Regions from separate parts of the Mus musculus genome. Here region 1 is linked to region 2. A link is a contact called in public Hi-C data. All regions are on one chromosome and are shown on one strand. Each heading gives the region's core, a stretch centred on a gene start, on an enhancer-like site or on the middle of the called end of the contact. The rest is flanking DNA. Distances are from core to core; before and after follow the strand shown.

Region 1 (3,021 bases), core at 263-2,762, 160 kb before region 2:
AGACATGGTAGGAGGCTGGGTGCCTGGAAATAGTTCTAGACGGGTAAAATAAGAAATGATTATTAGCCGGGCGTGGTGGCGCATGCCTTTAATCCCAGCACTCATGGCAGAGGTAGGCGGATTTCTGAGTTCAAGGTCAGCCTGGTCTACAAAGTGAGTTCCAGGACAGCTAAGGCTATACAGAGAAACCCTGTCTCGAAAAACCAAAAAAAAAAAAAAAAAAAAAAAAAAAAACCAAAAAAAAAAAAAAAAAAACCCAAAAAAGATTATTACCCAGCCATATCTACATAGTCACAGTCCTTAACTCCTAAGTACAGATCAAGCCTTCAGTGAGGGAACCGTGTACCAATGACTGGGGAATGGCTGATAACTGCCATGGTGTGTACAGCATGCTAAACTCACAAGGGAAGACACACACACTTGCACACACGGCCTGTGTGCTCAGCACTCGGAGGAATCTTTGAAAAGCTTCCTTGGTGAGTTCAAATGTTCACTGAGGCCAGAGAGCCACTGGTCTGTGGAAGAAAGGAAAGTGTGTCTGAGACAGAACTCCTTGAATTTTTTAAGTGAATATTAATTTGCATATGTAACAGTCCTGTCGCCTTTGACACAGACAGTCGTTATCCACTCTGACTGCAGACAAGGATGGGGGAGGGGCAGGACTCCTGGCTGAGAGAAGTGCGAGCTTTGGCAGGATTCACACTCAGGTTCCTGGCTAGAGAATGTTCTCTGACGTACTTAACCAATGCCTTATGATGGGCTCAGTATTCTCTCCCCATCAGTGCTGATCTGAAGAGAATTATTTTTCTCTTTCAAATTACAAACAGTTGTAACTAGAGCCATTTCCTATCTACCAGAACGATCACGGATCACTTAGTTTTTGGCCTCCAAATGACAATCTTTTCTGGACATCCCCCTGCCCCCCCTCCCCCCAGCACACCAACCCACTCTGTCATGAAGATGCTCATCTCGCCCCTCAGCTATCTGAAGCTGACCGCAGAGCAGTGCTGCTTCCTGCAGGAGCTTTACCCTTTACTGAAGATGGCTCAGTGGTCAGCGTATTTATTGCTCTTACAGAGGACTGGGGCTCAATTCTCAGTAATCTCATTGGGGCTAACTGCCTGAAACTCCAGTCCCAGAGGATCTAATACCCTCTTGTAGCCTCTGAGGGCTCTGCTGACCTGCATGTGCTGCACAGACATACATGCAGGCAGAATATTCACACATATACAATAAAAATAAAGAAAATATTTTTGAAAGATGGTAAAAATACTTCTCACTGCCTTATAGCCTCCAGCATCTAGGGCGTTAGTTTCCTTTAACTGGAAGCCGTGCATCTAAAATCTTTTTAAGGTTGTAGAGAGCATGAGCTCTCTAGAGAGTATGTATACCCTCCCTTTCAGCTTCTACAGGAAACCTGTAGACTGAGCTCAGCAACATTACCCTGGCAGTGGAGCTAGGGAAACAAGGCAATAAGCCTCAGATCTGCCCTAAGGAAGAACCTATGCTGGTGGGAGTAGGGGGAGGGCAGCCAGGAGACAGTGAAGGTGCGATGACAAGACAGATGCACAAAGAGCTGTGTGTGTGTGTGTGTGTGAATCCTGGCACAGCAGGGAACATCCTGCTAAACTGGCTTACTGCCCAGACTGGGAAATGGGTCCGTGGAGGTGTGGGGATGGGATAGCAGGGGCAGAAAACACTTCTCTGTATATCTCTATTTGAAGAGGGTATATACTTGAGACCCTCTTTCTCTCCAGAGATGGAGCCAGGATGGACCAAGAGGCTTAGATGCTTTGTGCATCTGGGTGGGGGAATGTCCCCTTTCAAGTCCTCCTCAGTCTAATGGGGCGTTCTGATTCTGCAGAAAAGCATGAACCATCTGGAGTGTCTGAAGAGCAACCAGCCCACGGTGAAGTTACAAAACTCTTGGCAGAAGCGTGGAACAGATGGGCTGTGAGACACTAGGGAGGCCCAACAGAGCTGGGTGGGCAAGCAGCCGCGGAAGGGGGTAGGGGGAAGGGGCGGAGGCCATCCTTTGGGAACCGCGGCTGGGAAGGGTGCTTGGCCTCACAGTTGAGTCAGGCACAGGCAGGACCCAGGACTGGGTCACCTTTACTCTTATGAACTAATCTAGAATCTTCTCTCTCACCTTCCCCATTTCTGAACTCTTTTTCTTTTCAGACAACAACCTGCATATTTTAGTGCTCTTATCCTTGAGAAATGTCACCCTCTCCCCCAACCCAGCCTTTCTAAAATACTGCACTTCAAGCCTAGGCTTTGGGAAGTAATTTAGTTCCGCAGGCTCAAGGATCAGAGGGGCTGGACTCCAGACAGCCCTCTGTGGTCCTCTGTGGTCCAAAGACTGTATCAGCACCTCCAGGTGTTAGTGCAGAAGTGTAGGGGTGGAGAGGGCCGGGAGACTCCAGGCTTTCCTGGAGATTTACTGGTGGTGCCTAAACATTGTTTCTCTGCTTGCACAAAGTAGCAGAGTATGGTTTCAGGACTATCTGTCCTTTGTCTGGGGAAGGCAACAGTTTTAGTTGGTAGGAGCTGAGGTAGACTTAAGAAGGCAGGCTTCTTGCTCTAACATTGGGAACCCTCTATGGGATCTGCTCCAGACCCACTATGAATTCTTCTTGGCTATCAGCTGCTGAGGTCAAGACCTGGGAGGCTGCCTAGATTCTTCAGAACTACAATGTGTCTTGAAGCCATTTCTGTAAGCACTGTAGGAACTCAGCCTCAGGCCTGCTCCCTCGTCTACACTCTCCATCTTCCCTTGGCTTTACCTTTTGTTTGTTCTCTTCTGGTTCTTAGGCCAGACTTTCCTGAAGCGTTGTTCCCTGTCTAAACCACTTTGTCTGTCCACTCTCCCCACAACCCACCGCTCTCTACATTCTGGGCTCTGCCATTCACCGCACCCACCTGCCCTGCCTGCTACCCACACCCTTTTCACCCTCCATCTTTTCTACTGTCAACGTTTAAGGCCTGAACTAAGAGCCAGTTTATCTGTGAGGCTCTGCC
Region 2 (3,330 bases), core at 291-2,790:
GTTGCATTTTAATTTACACAACACATTTATTACACAAGTGTCCTGGGGCCACTACAAAGTGAAAACAAAACATCTGTATAGAAGAGTTTTGCATGTCTCATTGATCCCCTTCAATATAAATCAAACTACACCTCCCCCAACACACAAAGTAACTGAGAACACAGGGAAGATTGTAAAGAATCATGGTCCAACATACAATAAATTTCTAAATTCTAGTCCTAGATAGATGAGTAGTTATGGTTTGGATTTTAAATATCCCTCAAAAGTTCATGTGTTGAAGACTAGTCCACAATGTAGCAGTGTTAAAAAAAACATAGTGAAGTACTTTTGTGAGAGTTCCCATAGATTAATGAGCTGATGAGAGGTGGTAGAAACTTTAGGAGGTGGGACTGGTTGGAAGAAGTAGGTCACTCAGGGTGTATACCTGAAGGGTTTTATTTTGTCTATATCTTTTCTTCTTTCTCTTTAGCTTCCTGCTCACCAGACTATGAACAGCTCTGCTCAACCACAAATGCCATGCTTTTGTTTTGTCTCACTACAAGGCCCAAAGTCAACAGTAAGTAAGCATGGACTAAAAGCCCTGAAACCATGAGCTTGGACTTTCATCTGAGGCATTTTCTGACTTATTTGGCTTCAAGATTTAAGTATATCAAGTTCAATGTAATTCACCCACAAATGTATAAAGCTTGAAGGGGAGGCAGTATTAAAAAGAACCATTGAGAATCAGGCTGGTATCACTAAGGCACTTGACACAGGACTTCCAAGTAAAGCAGGCCAGTCACTAATATCACAGCAATCCAGGGAAGAAACACAATGTTGGTACTTGCTACACTTTCCCCCAAAGAAATAATACCCAGAAAGTATGTTACTACAGTGACAAAAACATGACATATGAAGATAACCACTGGCATCTGAGAACTTCCGTGATGTGTCAATACTACACCACACTCCCCAGTATTGGTTTTTAAACACTCATGGCAATTAGGAGGTGGGACTAGTTGCTACCTTAATTTACAGATGAACTAATTCAGTTGATGAAGTGGTTAAACATCTTGCTTCTTTAAGCACCTAGGTAAAAATGCCAGTTTGATCTCAGGTTAGCTATGTGACCTTAGGCAAATCCCTCAGTTTTTCTGGACTCCTAATCCTAAAAATGAGATAAAGTTTCTCTTGTCACTCACCAAATGTTGTCAGGGATTACATGATATACAGAAAACCAAAATGTAAAGAGCCTATTAAAATGTTGTATCTTGTTTCAACTACACTGCAGTTGCTGGTGGGAAGAGGCCACGCCATACATTTTTTAAATTTCTGAAAGTAAGACTATATTTGTATGCTGATAAAAATTATTAAGCCATCTTTGATCCATCTGCAGAGCCCCCATTTCCTTATCAAATGGCATGTGTGAACTTGTATGACAGCCATGAAGTCTTAGGAAGGAAGTAGTTCCTGAAAGGTATGGTGGTTAAAAGAGCACTTATGAGGCTTATGGTCACAAGAGTGGGAACTAACACAGCAGCAGGAGGGGAGTGGCAGCAGATAAGCCAAAGACAACTTGCTTCAGACAGACAGCAGAATGATAAGATGAATGATAGAAAGACCATGTTGGCAAGAGTGCAGTCAAAGATAAATTAAGGAATGCAGATGGCTGTTACCACAGCGCAGAAACAACAGAAAGACCAAATGAAGGTAGGAACAATGGAAAATCAGAAAGAAAGCTCTTTGTGCTTCAGCAGCTTACACAAAGGCAGGAGTTGGGTGCAAACTCCAGAAGGTTGGCTCCTACACTCTGTGAACCTTGAGCCATACTCTTATTTCTAAAGAGTTTTTTTTTTTTTTTTCTAATTGTGAATGCTTCTGATCTAGGGCTTTCACTCAAAGGAAGGAAACTGGCATAGCAGTTAATCTGTCTCAGCTGCTGTGCTGTCCTCCACCCCATTTTCAGAAATAATGGGAAGCAGCACTGGGAAAAGAAGCATCTGGTTGCAGTGAAGATCCATTCCTCCCTGGGCGGGAGCTGCCGTCTCATTCTTGGAAATCACAACAATCAAGAATGGAGAATCATTCTTTCATCCCTTCTCACAGCATTATCCCAGCGACCTCATCCCTAACAATGGCATGGTTTGTGTTATGCCTTCTCTCCATCCCTCCCCTCTCCACTCATGCACAACAGAGATGCTATGCTCCAGGGGCCACAGAAGTTCACTTCTGACAGTCTACAAGGGTCAGGATGCTCCTGCAGAAGGAGCTGTCGGCAGATAAGATGGGAAAAGATCTAGTATTAACTAAGAGGAATGGGAAGGATTGTTTTTCTATAACCAGCAAAAGAATTTAATGACTTCCGGAGTGGAAAGTGAGATTTAAAAAGAAATTCTTTCATGTTGTTCAAGGCTATCTGTTGGTACACTGTGCTTGAAAAATAATCTAGTTATTTCAAGATTTTTAAAGATGTTCACTTCTCCTTTTACTCAACATTTATTATTTCCAACAACTGGTATTAAGGAAATAATTCAAAAGAAAAAAATGACATACACATAAAAATCTTTATTGTAACACATTTAGGGAGAAAACATGGTAGTTTCTGTTCTATATTTTTCTCCCTCATGGATATCCCTTTCTAACTTACCCTCAAGCTTTAGAATGTTTGGGGCTGAAAAGTTGGCTGGATCAGTAAAGTGCTTGTGCTATAAGCATGAAAATCTGAGTTCAGACTCCTGGCACCCATATAAAAGCTGGGTATGATGGCACAAGTCTGTAACTTTTCCAGAAAAGGAAGATCACTAGGGGTCACTGGCCAACTAGACTAGCTGAATCACTGAATCCCCAGGTTCAATAAGAGACTATCTAAAAAATATTGTTGGAATCAAGAAGTATACTTAATATTGACTTTGGGCCTCTACATGTATCCAAACAAATACATTTCACTCCACTCACTCCACTCCACACACACACACACACACACACACACACACACACACACACACACACACACACAGAGAGAGAGAGAGAGAGAGAGAGAGAGAGAGAGAGAGAGTAAAGAACATAATATTGATGTTATGGCTCTTGACAGAAGCAAGTATGATAAAAATTAGAAACTTTTCCACAATGTAAAGAAGATGTACTATAAATATAATTTACTTATATGATTAGCTGCACTTAGGAAAGACTGACTTTAGAAACCTTATATTAATTTGTCAAGAGGTATTATTAAAATGCATGAACTTACACATTCAGTACTCCTTTGGATTCAAGGCACTGTGCTGAGGATAAAACAGCAACCAATAAGGTCTGGGACCTCACAGACTAATATAAAGCAGAATTATAAAGTAG

The links. A called contact is a pair of places that touch in the nucleus more often than the background predicts.
Region 1: a Hi-C map of the G1E-ER4 cell line shows a contact between it and region 2, with 5 times the contacts expected there. The contact joins two enhancer-like sites. A contact is called at or near these places in 1 of 484 Hi-C or Micro-C datasets (the G1E-ER4 cell line), 2 of 115 datasets of contacts at active chromatin or transcription factors (bone marrow-derived macrophages and embryonic stem cells) and 1 of 9 other capture datasets (adipose tissue).

What each region holds. Positions count from the first base shown.
Region 1 is chr7:97,344,307-97,347,327 of GRCm38.p6, reverse strand. It overlaps Kctd21 (potassium channel tetramerisation domain containing 21), which reads right to left. Exons shown (of 2, transcript NM_001039039.3): 2 at 1-35. The coding sequence starts at 6. Among named protein-coding and RNA genes, the nearest start is that of Kctd21, 13 kb to the right of the region's middle. Within about 2 kb of position 1,512, at least 50 of the 459 cell types and tissues checked have an H3K27ac peak or open chromatin away from gene starts, as enhancers often do. A contact at or near this core is called in the G1E-ER4 cell line, where this site is marked.
Region 2 is chr7:97,182,406-97,185,735 of GRCm38.p6, reverse strand. All of the region lies in intron 1 of Gab2 (growth factor receptor bound protein 2-associated protein 2), which reads right to left. Among named protein-coding and RNA genes, the nearest start is that of Gab2, 100 kb to the right of the region's middle. Within about 2 kb of position 1,540, at least 39 of the 459 cell types and tissues checked have an H3K27ac peak or open chromatin away from gene starts, as enhancers often do. A contact at or near this core is called in the G1E-ER4 cell line, where this site is marked.